Regions from separate parts of the Anas platyrhynchos genome. Here region 2 is linked to region 1. The links are chromatin contacts, called in public Hi-C maps. All regions are on one chromosome and are shown on one strand. Each heading gives the region's core, a stretch centred on a gene start, on an enhancer-like site or on the middle of the called end of the contact. The rest is flanking DNA. Distances are from core to core; before and after follow the strand shown. Region 1 overlaps SPIDR (scaffold protein involved in DNA repair). Region 2 overlaps PRKDC (protein kinase, DNA-activated, catalytic subunit).

Region 1 (5,039 bases), core at 1,774-4,273:
GAAAATTCCCAGTGTGGCAGGAGACAGGAGCTCACCTACAACAGCACTACAACATCAGTGTCCCTCGGGTCAGTACTGTGACCAACACTACACTTAACATCTTTGTCAGTGGGATCGAGTGCACCCTCAGCAAGTTTGCCGATGACACCAAGCTGAGTGATGTAGTCAACACACTGGAGGGAAGGGATGCCATCCAGAGGGACCTGGGCAGGCTGGAGATGTGGGTCCATGCAAATCTCATGAGGTTCAACAAGGCCAACTGCAAGGTCCTGCATCTAGGTCAGGGCAATGCCAAGCACAAATACAGGCTGGGCAGAGAATGGAGTGAGAGCAGCCCTGAGGAGAAGAACCTGGGTAATGAGAAACTCAACATGAGCCAGCAATGTGTGCTTACAGATCAGAAGGGCAATCCTATCCAGGGCTGCATCAAAAGAGGTATGACCAGCAGGGCAAGGGAGGTGATTCTCCCTCTCTGCTCTCGTGAGGCCCCACCTGGAGTGCTGCCTTCAGCTCTGCGGCCCCCAGCACAAGAAGGATGTGGACCTTTTAAAGCGAGTCCAGAGGAGGGCCGTGAAGATGATCAGAGTGCTGGAGCACCTCTCCTATGAAGAGGGACAGAGAGCTGGGGTTGTTCAGCCTGGAGAAGAGAAGGCCATGGGGAGACCTTACAGCAGCCTGCCAGCACCTAAAGGAGGCCTACAGGAAAGCCGGGGAGGGACTCAGTGTCAGGGGGTGTAGGGATAGGACAAGGGGTAACAGCTTTGAACTAAAAAAAAAAATAAAAACAGGGGGATTTAAATTAGATGTTAGGAGGAAATTCTTCACTGTAAGGGCGGTGAGGGACTGGCACAGGCTGCCAGAGAAGCTGTGGATGCCCCATCCCTGGAGGTGTTCAAGGCCAGGCTGGATGGGGTTTGGGCAACCTGGTCTGGTGGGAGGTGTCCCTGCCCACGGCAGGGGGGCTGGAACTGAGGGATCTTTGAGATCCCTTCTCACTCAAACCATTTAATAAATATGAGATCTTATATAATCCCCAACATTAAGATATTAATAAATCAAATATAATTCAGAAATTAATCATTCTCACAAAATATGGTTCCTCAGCACATTAGACAAGGCCTCTGCACAAGTCAGGGAAAAAGTAATTATTACCAATGCATAGAACTGTGTTAGACCAATTTTGAGGTGATTAGATGGTGCTCTTCTGGAAAACATGGATGCTAAAAAATCATCATTAATGGTTAATCTTTATTCAGAGCACCACAGTCCCCAAGAAAAAGGGCAATTGGGCATCCTTCAGAGGTAGCAGAGCAGAGAAACAAAAATCTTCTGGCATCAGGTCTTGCCAGACCTTTGTTCTTTATCACCTTAAGTAAATGGTGATGCATGAGAAATTCCATCCCTTAACAAGACACAAAGGAAAGCAAAGCATGACCATGTTGTATTTTCATAGCTTCCCCCCCCCCCCCCCCAATAATTCTGGATTGAACCAAAATTAACAGTTGCTCACCACAAGACGAGATTCAACTTGCCTTCCTCATTACCCTATGTCAAGTAGCTTTAGAGGTCAGAGGCTGCTAGCTGATAAGAAAGACACTGCACAGGGACTTAAGATGGAACACAAACTGAAGTGGGACTGTAGTTTTACACCTGACACAGAAACAAGAGTTTTACCCTCATACTGAAACAACACATCAAGTTGTTCTACGTAATTAATTGACTAGAAGTAATTCTCAAATTAGATCTACTGGTATATTAGGGAAAAAAACAGCTATAAAGTTATTCATTTCCCAGTAGAAACCTATCTCGCTCTTACCATGGGTAAATACTACAATAAAGATATTTGGCAGCAGTCCTAAACCTCTAGAACCTCTTGGTATTTGGCATATTTTGAAGTGGGGTAAAATAAATTTCATGGTCTTTTGATTATCCACACACTCCATTAGGTTCCAGAGATTTAGTAAATACCACAAAAATGATGATATATCAACATTTGGCTCTTTTTCCTTTCCCCACCATGAACTAGGCCACAAAATTAAGAGGCCTTTTTGAAGAATACTCATACAGCAAATGACCTCCTATAGTGAACACTTTTGTGTTCGCTCTTGGAATCCTCTCAAACAGCTTGCCTGCAATGTTTCCTAGGAAAATAGCATATCTGAAGTAAAGCAAAGCAAAGAATGCAAATGACAGTGATCGCTGGGGCTTTAACCTCCTGCATACACCAAATTCCCAGAAGAAAGTTTACTGGTAAGGCTGACCACCCATGGAAATTCCCACAGCGTGGCACTCCGACTTGGAAAGAAAAACCTGAAAAAGGATCCTGAGATTCCCAATTTCCCCACAGATTTTGTAGTAGCATAGCTTATTCTGGTTAAGGTTAAAACCTGTTTATTTTAGTATGGTTGCATCTAAATGAAGCCTCTCCTGAGCACTATTTACTATTATTGAAGTGTCTCATAGCATTCACCCAACCTTCCATCTGCAGCGGAGTAAATCGCACTGGTATAACAGAAGAGGGACTTTTATGGCTTGCGTAAATCCCAGGTCTATTTTCCCAAGGTTTATATGGACTGCATGTTCTCTTCTAACACTGCTGTCCAAGACTTGTGTTATTTTAAATCAGCTCTTCAAGAACCTGAAAAATACTCAATTAACCCATGGTGAACCCTGAGCTACGGATGCTAAATTGCTACCACCATCCACGTCAGACAGCCCAAAGCCAGGTCACATGTGTCAACACGGCAGCGTGCCATAACACAGGATGTCCAGTTCCACCGGGCTATTTCCAGCCTCTGGCTGCAACAAGAAGACATGCTCCCAAAGGCAGCCGGTCCCTGTCATTTGACTGCTTGGGTGAGGAACCTGGCCACGGCTCGGTCTGCAGGCAGAACTTCCTTCCGTGCCCGCTGCCAGCCGCGTTAAGGAAGCCTCTCTGATTAGATAGATGGAAATACACCTTGGCCAGGCTCCCTGCTGCCCGGGAGGAGAGAACTGCTCGCAGCCCGGCCTCTGGTGCCCTCTGCCGGCTCTGCGGGGCTCCGGGGGCTGCCGTGGCAGGCAGCATCCAGCCTGCAGCATCCAGCAGCAGGCGGTGACCGCCTCCTCTCTCCTTCTCAGAGGTGCCTGTGGAGACGGTCAGGCGAAAAGGCAGACACTACGCTCACCTCAGAGGGTGGAAGAGAGACCAGAGAAATAGGTAGTTGTCTGACCCACCACATTACAGGAAATCTGGAGATCTGCTCTCTAAAGGCAGCACCATTTAGATGGGGCTATAAAGAATCCAGATCAAATTTCTGGTAGGAAATCTATCCATTTGATCACTTTTGTGTGTGCACATTGAAATACAATAAAAATCTATTTAAATGTAACGAACTTATTTACTCAGAGAGTGACTGAACACTAGAACAGGTTGCCCAGAGCAGTTGTAGAGCCTCCATCGTTGGAGATGCTTGCAACCCAGCCAGACAACCCTGAGCAACCTGCTCTATCAGGCCCAGCTCTGAGCAGAGGGGTTGAACTGGATGATCTCCAGAGGCGCCTTCCCACTTCAGCAATTCTGTGACTCAGTGACCACAGTACCAATTTCTAGGCGTGGGACATTGTTGATTCGGCAGTCAGAGAAAATACCTTGACATTCTTGTGAATGTCACTACATATATACACTACATAACTATAGTAGAATCTTTATTTTTTAAAAACCAGTTTCTTACCTTATAGAGCTCATCATTCTCCTCTTTGACAGGTGGAGAATTAAGATTTGTGCAGGAGTCTGAGTCCGATATCTCCAGTGAGCTGTCATCTTTTTCTGATCCATCAAATTTATCTGTAGAATCACTATCTTTCTCCCAGTCAATGAACTCTGGTTCATCTAAAGAAAACATGCAAAAATATTTTTTCTTATTCATCCATATATTATTCATAAATACAAATTTAAACAAAGTAAAATATTAATTATCCCTACATTGGGAAAAATGCAATGTTATTTTGCTGTATACACTTAACCAGTCTCTATACTGAACTATTTTGTGATCCTGTGCCTCATAGTAAAACCTGAACCCTACTAGCAGACAATAGAAGCTTCTGTGAAGATAAAAAAATCCCAAATTTTTCAAAGTACTGACCAATAAGGAGGCAATATTTTTAACTACTTAGGTAAGTAGTTAGTTTAGTTATGATTAATTTTCCTCAGTTTTAGTTATGTGGGGTTTTTTTGGTGGTAGTGGTGGTCTGTGTTTGTTGTTCAGTTGCATTAGATTTTCCAAGTTTACTTGTTTGGAATTAACTGTTTTAAGCAAACATGTCAGACCATGACCTTGAAGAGCTAAAAAGCCAATGTAAGTGAACATCTGCTATGAGTAGTAACCCCCAGAGCAGAACTGAAAAAAATAGTTGAAATGCAAACCAAACCTCTAAGCACACCACACAGAAGATTGTTTAGGATAAATTAATAGAAACAAACAAAAAGAAAAGAAAAGCTTGGTGTCCCTGTCTGTATAATGTCTCAAAAATATGCATGACATTTGTTGTTAGTAAACTGCACAATAAGGGACAAAAAAAGGGACAAGTGCAAGCCAATGCTGTTAATGGCAGGTTTGAAAGATTGGTGACCATTAGATTACAGTCTAGAAAGTGAATAGTCTTTCCATTCAAGAAGAAGGAAAAAAAAATAGGAATTAGAACAGACAACTATCAGATATATCAATGACAATATAAAATCTATGACAGAAACAAGGGTGAAAGAAGTAGGGAGACTGAGTATTTTAAACTCAAAGAAAGTGCACAACCAGAGCTACACACACAAAAGTCAGTCTATTCCTTTGCTCATCTCAGTGCTCTGTGAACACTTTGCCAGATAATGAGGATCTGAAGTTGTAACACTGAAGATCTAGCTGAAGTAGTCACAATGAAAATACTTCTTAACAAGTTCTAATGCAAATTAAATATCTTAATTTATATAACAGATCACACAAAGATTTCTGTCTTCAGCTGCACTTTTAATCAATTTCTCCTCATCAACCCCTGCTCTATGAAACTGA
Region 2 (5,039 bases), core at 1,574-4,073, 200 kb before region 1:
GTCCACACTTGAGTATCCTCAGAAATTTCTATGCCTGCCTTGTTCTAACGCTATGGTGGAGGAAGAGAAATTTCCAGTGGAGCATTTCTGATGAGCTCATAACCTGCTTAAACAAGTTTCTTGTTTCTTCAGGGAAAACTTTGACTCATTTATCTGAGTGCATCTATGTTAACATTTTTATTCATATCAGGAATGCGCTTTTGAAGTGAATTCCCAATCTCTCTCATGTTGGCTTGCATCGCAGAGCTGTCCCTGAGTGCACAACTTGGCTGCTCTCAAACAGAGCTTAACTGGAAGCAGGGCACCCAGTGCATTCCAGCTGCTCACAAGCATTTGTTTCACAGGACCAGATGTGGGCTAGCCCAGCACAACCACCCTCCCTCCCCCAGATGTGTATGGCATAGATGTCCTCAGCACCAACCATGTAGCGCTGTTGCCTCCCCTTCTGCAGCACTATTTTCTGGTGTGCTGCTGCGTGTTGCTGGGAGATTTGACTTAGTTTCTCTGCATGGAAGAGACTATCCAGCCAGAAAGAGCACAATTGTATTGCTTTAAAAAGTTTAGCCCATCTACTTAATTAGGGGGAGAATAGACAAAGCTACATGCTATTTCTTAGTAAGAAATTTCAGTCTTGAAAATAACTGCCTGGAAAAAGAAAAGGGGATTCACTTTTAATACCAGATAAAGCATTTAGGGCAAACTCTGTGTGTGGCTTGCTCTGTTGTTTCCTGATGTAAACAAACGTGCAGATGTAGTCATGTACATACCTTAACTTCTAACATCCCGTGTGCTGTTGCCTCAGTAGCTGACAATACTCTTTCATTAATTTGCAGAAATGCAAGCCGTACAGAAACAGTTATTTCCTTCAAAAGCAGGGAAAGCAGTGTTCCAGAAGACCTGCTGCGGTAAGTGCACTGCTAATGACTGCTCACTGTGAAACAGAAGCTTACTTTTTTTTTTTTCTGTATTCAACAAGTTTATTCTGTTTCATTAAGGAGAGCCTTTGTGAAAATGAGTACATCTCCAGAAGCCTTCCTGTCTCTTCGGTCACATTTTGCCAGCTCTCATGCCCTGATGTGCATCAGTCACTGGATACTTGGTATTGGAGACAGACATCTGTCCAACTTCATGATTAACAAGGAGACAGGCGGCATGGTGGGAATAGATTTTGGACATGCATTTGGATCCGCCACACAGGTATTTGTTTTCTAAAAATATTTGTTACTGCTTTTCTGTATGCAATTATGAGTCAGTTCTCAATACTAAATTTCAGGTATTTCATTTTCATTTGCCATTGTTCCAATTGTAAAATAATCTTTAAAAGTAACTTCTGGTTAATAGAACAAAAACTGTTTCCAGGCATTTCTCAGACAAGCAGTTTATATGAAACTATGAAGTTTCACATAAAGGGGAAAAGGAATGAAAAATACATATTCAGCCTGTGTGATGGTGTTTTGTACAGTGTAACCATGCTTTCAACCACTGTCTCTAAATACTCACAACCAGAGCTCTGATGGCACAGTGTGGTGCTGTTCCACCGACCTGCATGTGTTCAGTTAAGTTACAAAGAAGGTTTTTCTAATCCTTTGTTCTCAAGGTTATTTAATTCTTGTTTTCTTTTGACTATCCTTGCCCTTGGTTAGATTTTGCCAGTGCCAGAGCTGATGCCTTTTCGTCTGACTCGCCAGTTTGTTAATCTGATGATGCCAGTGAAGGAGTGGGGTCTCATTTACAGTGTGATGGTACATGCCCTCAGAGCTTATCGTGCAGATCCAGAGCCCCTCATCAACACGATGGATGTATTTGTAAAGGAGCCTTCTCTGGACTGGAAGGTGAGGGGTTTTTTTATTTCCTTTTTCCTTATGTAAAAATTCTTTAAACTCTAAGAACAAAAGTGATCAAAAAGGAGGTATTTCGTGATGCTTGGTCTCAGTGCTTCTTCTATTGAGTTCATAACGAAACTGGACATAAAACATTTAAAATGACAGAATTTTGTAGGGATGATGATGGACAAGGAAGAGTTGCACATGGCTGTGCTGATAATGTACCATTCTTTGTGTGATAATCCTAAAAATGCAGTTATCTCTTGAACACATTATGTCACTTATGGCAGCAGCATAAGTATTTTCAACTTTTTGCATTGAGCCCCTTAAATTTTTATAACAGCACTGTATTTATCTAACAATTACAGAGAAACAAAGCATCTGAAACAAACCGCACTTACTTAAGGAAGTCCAATTGTAAATTAAATTTAAAGTCACAGGCAGCCTAGATACTATCTCACCACTTCGCCTTCCACTGCATCTCCTATTATGAGTTACTGGCTTGACTTGGTATGATGTGGCAGCATAAAGGTCTGTTTAAGTATGATGAATATAATAAATAGAGCAAAATTATTTCCTCTTTAGAACTTTGAACAAAGGCAGCTGAAAAAAGGAGGCACGTGGATTAAGGAAATAAACACATCTCAAGTAAACTGGTACCCTTTGCAAAAAGTCAGCTACGTCAAAAGAAAGCTTACAGGCTGCAATCCAGCAAGAATCACTTGGTAAGATGCTCCCCTTTTGTTTTAAACTGTTCCACTAAGAACTTTGGCAGGCTCCAAAACTTGTCGGCAGTTTTGCTCCCTTCAGATAGAATGGCAGCTAGGAAAAGAAGAGGCAGACAGGGCAAAATATTTTTAGGAATCATTTTGGTCCACGTACAAGCTCTCTGAATCATCCTGCCAGCCAAAACACCAGATATCTCCCCAACTGTTCTTGCTCCAGCTCAGGCCTCTTGAGCAGTTTTACTGTTCCTGGCAACAAGTTCGTTCCCACCCTGTAAGCTGGCTTAAAGAACAGCAGTCTGAAGAGTGAGAAATTATGTTCCATCTACACAGCTTTTAGGCTAGGGCTAGTATTTAAGAATCTGATGTGCTTCTGCTGGACACTTGTTTGGAGGAGAACCTGAAATAGGTGTAGAGGAGGAATGAAGGTAAGCTGCTTTCCAAAAACATCAAATTCAAACCTGGTGGCATTCTCAGGTTATTTCTGTCAGTCTAGTCAAGTCTGGCTCAAATCAGAACGTCTTCAGAATTCAGTTAAAGTACAATTAATCCCTTCCATCCTCTTTTAAAAAGGCATTCTGGATTAATAAAAGAAAAAAAAAATGGGGAGGGGGGGAGGAGAGTAATGAAAACAAGGAGAAAGTGAGCCTGTTTTAAAACCATACAAACACTGAAAAGTTTAAGACTTGGGAGGAGTCTCTTTCACTGTCAAGGCTGAACTGGAAAAAGCAGCAAAATATTTATTGCAGACACAAATCAGCAGGGCAGGTAAGGAGATAAATCAGCTTGGATGTGAACCACCGTATCCTTCTTCCAGTTAAGAGGTTTTTGACCAGATTTAAATATTTGTGGTAAATATTCACAAGCAAAGGACACCTGAAATCACCCAGCTTTGATTGGCCAAGACTTCCACAGCTATTGAACTCCACATTTCTTGAAAAGTAAAGCTGCATGAATGGTGTCCAAGTAGCATTTCATAGTTTAAACCCCCCTACCTAAGACTTCCTTGGCTTGTTCCTCTTAATAAGAACTTACTTTTGTGTTCCCTATTTAGTGATGAGCTCCGCCTGGGCTATGAGAAGTCACCCTTTTACAACGATTGTGCAGCTGTGGCTCGTGGTAACACTGATCACAATATCAGAGCCAAGGAGCCCGAGGACGGACTGTCAGAAGAAACCCAAGTGAGATGCCTGATAGATCAAGCAACAGACCCCAACGTTCTTGGCAGAGTCTGGGAAGGATGGGAGCCCTGGATGTGAGGGGTGACTTTCTAAAGCCAAGGGGGATGGACCCCAACACACAGCTGCAGCCAGTCAGAATTTTAAGGCCAAAATGGGAAAAACCACTTAACCACTTTTATCATCATTGGTTAACTTGACTAATAGAGAAAATATTTTTGTATGAAAGCTGTGTTTAAACAGTGATTTGTTTACGTGGTTCTGCACCCAAGCAGCTTTATTGTTTTTGTGTTAAAGTCAACGTGGAAAGAACTGGCAGGGCTTGCAGAGCTTTAAGAGTGATTTGAAAGGCACTCTGATCATTCAGAGGAGAGCCACGAATCCGTACCTTCTGGACTTGTAGGCATCCTTGTAGTAAAAGTGTGTGCTTTGTGTTTGTTTTTTTTGTTTGTTTAGAGGCCTTACTGGCAGTCAACTGAAACCATTCTGCACACACATGAGAACCTTCTAGTTTTAATTAAGAAATAATATCAATAGAAACAGTAAAGCACATGCTAAAAATAATCAGAAAATGGTGTTCAGTTCTAGATACCTAAGGTGTCTGGATGTTTATTCCATTACTGGATAATGAGAAACTAATGATGAGATTGTGCCAGTTTGTTACAGCAGGTTGGTTTTTAACAATCAGGGATTTTAGTCTGTGCCTCTGTACTTCAGAGGTCTATGCTCCTCATGTTTTATTGATTCCAAATCAGTTGTTTGGCCAAAGCCAGACATTGGCGCTGGTAGCACAGCAGAGTACTGTAAGCTTCTTGCTGTAACTGCAGCACAGCAGAATAATGTCTGCTGCACTTTGGTATTTACTCATGACAAAGTTGAGAAGTCATGCAAGATTTGGCTCTTACTCTCTGGCAGCCGGTTTTCAGGTAACCTTGGTGGCGAATGCAGTGCAGCACAGACAGCAAGGTGGCAAGATTTTTTTTCTAAAATATCGCGTTTGTTTATTACCCGTAATTCACTGTCGAAGATATCTTCCATTTATGTTTTTAATAATTATCATAAAAGGTATAATAAAAATGAGTCTTTGCCCTTTCACCACCTACAAGTTCTCCTTCCTGCCTCTGTGGCAAGGGGGTAGTCTCAGTCCTGTTGAGGCTGTGGCTGCCTCTGGCACCAATTTCAAGTGAACCTTGCAGCTGGAGAGCAGAGGAATCTGTCCTTGTTAAAGGCTGTGGAAGTCTCAAGACTGGGAAGTCTGCTGGCAGAAAACTAATGAATAGGGCAGAAGCTGTTCAGTAGTGCTTTTTTTTTTT

Evidence for each region. A called contact is a pair of places that touch in the nucleus more often than the background predicts.
Region 2: a contact with region 1 is called in a Hi-C map of subcutaneous adipose tissue, with 2.8 times the contacts expected there. The contact joins two enhancer-like sites. A contact is called at or near these places in 3 of 8 Hi-C or Micro-C datasets (F5 follicle, liver and subcutaneous adipose tissue).

What each region holds. Positions count from the first base shown.
Region 1 is chr2:46,108,810-46,113,848 of IASCAAS_PekinDuck_T2T, reverse strand. SPIDR (scaffold protein involved in DNA repair) reads right to left here. Exons shown (of 19, transcript XM_072034680.1): 5 at 3,714-3,871. Among named protein-coding and RNA genes, the nearest start is that of SPIDR, 14 kb to the right of the region's middle. Within about 2 kb of position 3,023, at least 3 of the 8 cell types and tissues checked have an H3K27ac peak or open chromatin away from gene starts, as enhancers often do. A contact at or near this core is called in subcutaneous adipose tissue, where this site is marked.
Region 2 is chr2:46,306,430-46,311,468 of IASCAAS_PekinDuck_T2T, reverse strand. PRKDC (protein kinase, DNA-activated, catalytic subunit) reads left to right here. Exons shown (of 86, transcript XM_072034678.1): 82 at 834-905; 83 at 996-1,197; 84 at 1,644-1,832; 85 at 2,409-2,548; 86 at 3,603-5,039. The coding sequence ends at 3,807. Among named protein-coding and RNA genes, the nearest start is that of CEBPD, 7.5 kb to the right of the region's middle. Within about 2 kb of position 2,823, at least 1 of the 8 cell types and tissues checked has an H3K27ac peak or open chromatin away from gene starts, as enhancers often do. A contact at or near this core is called in subcutaneous adipose tissue, where this site is marked.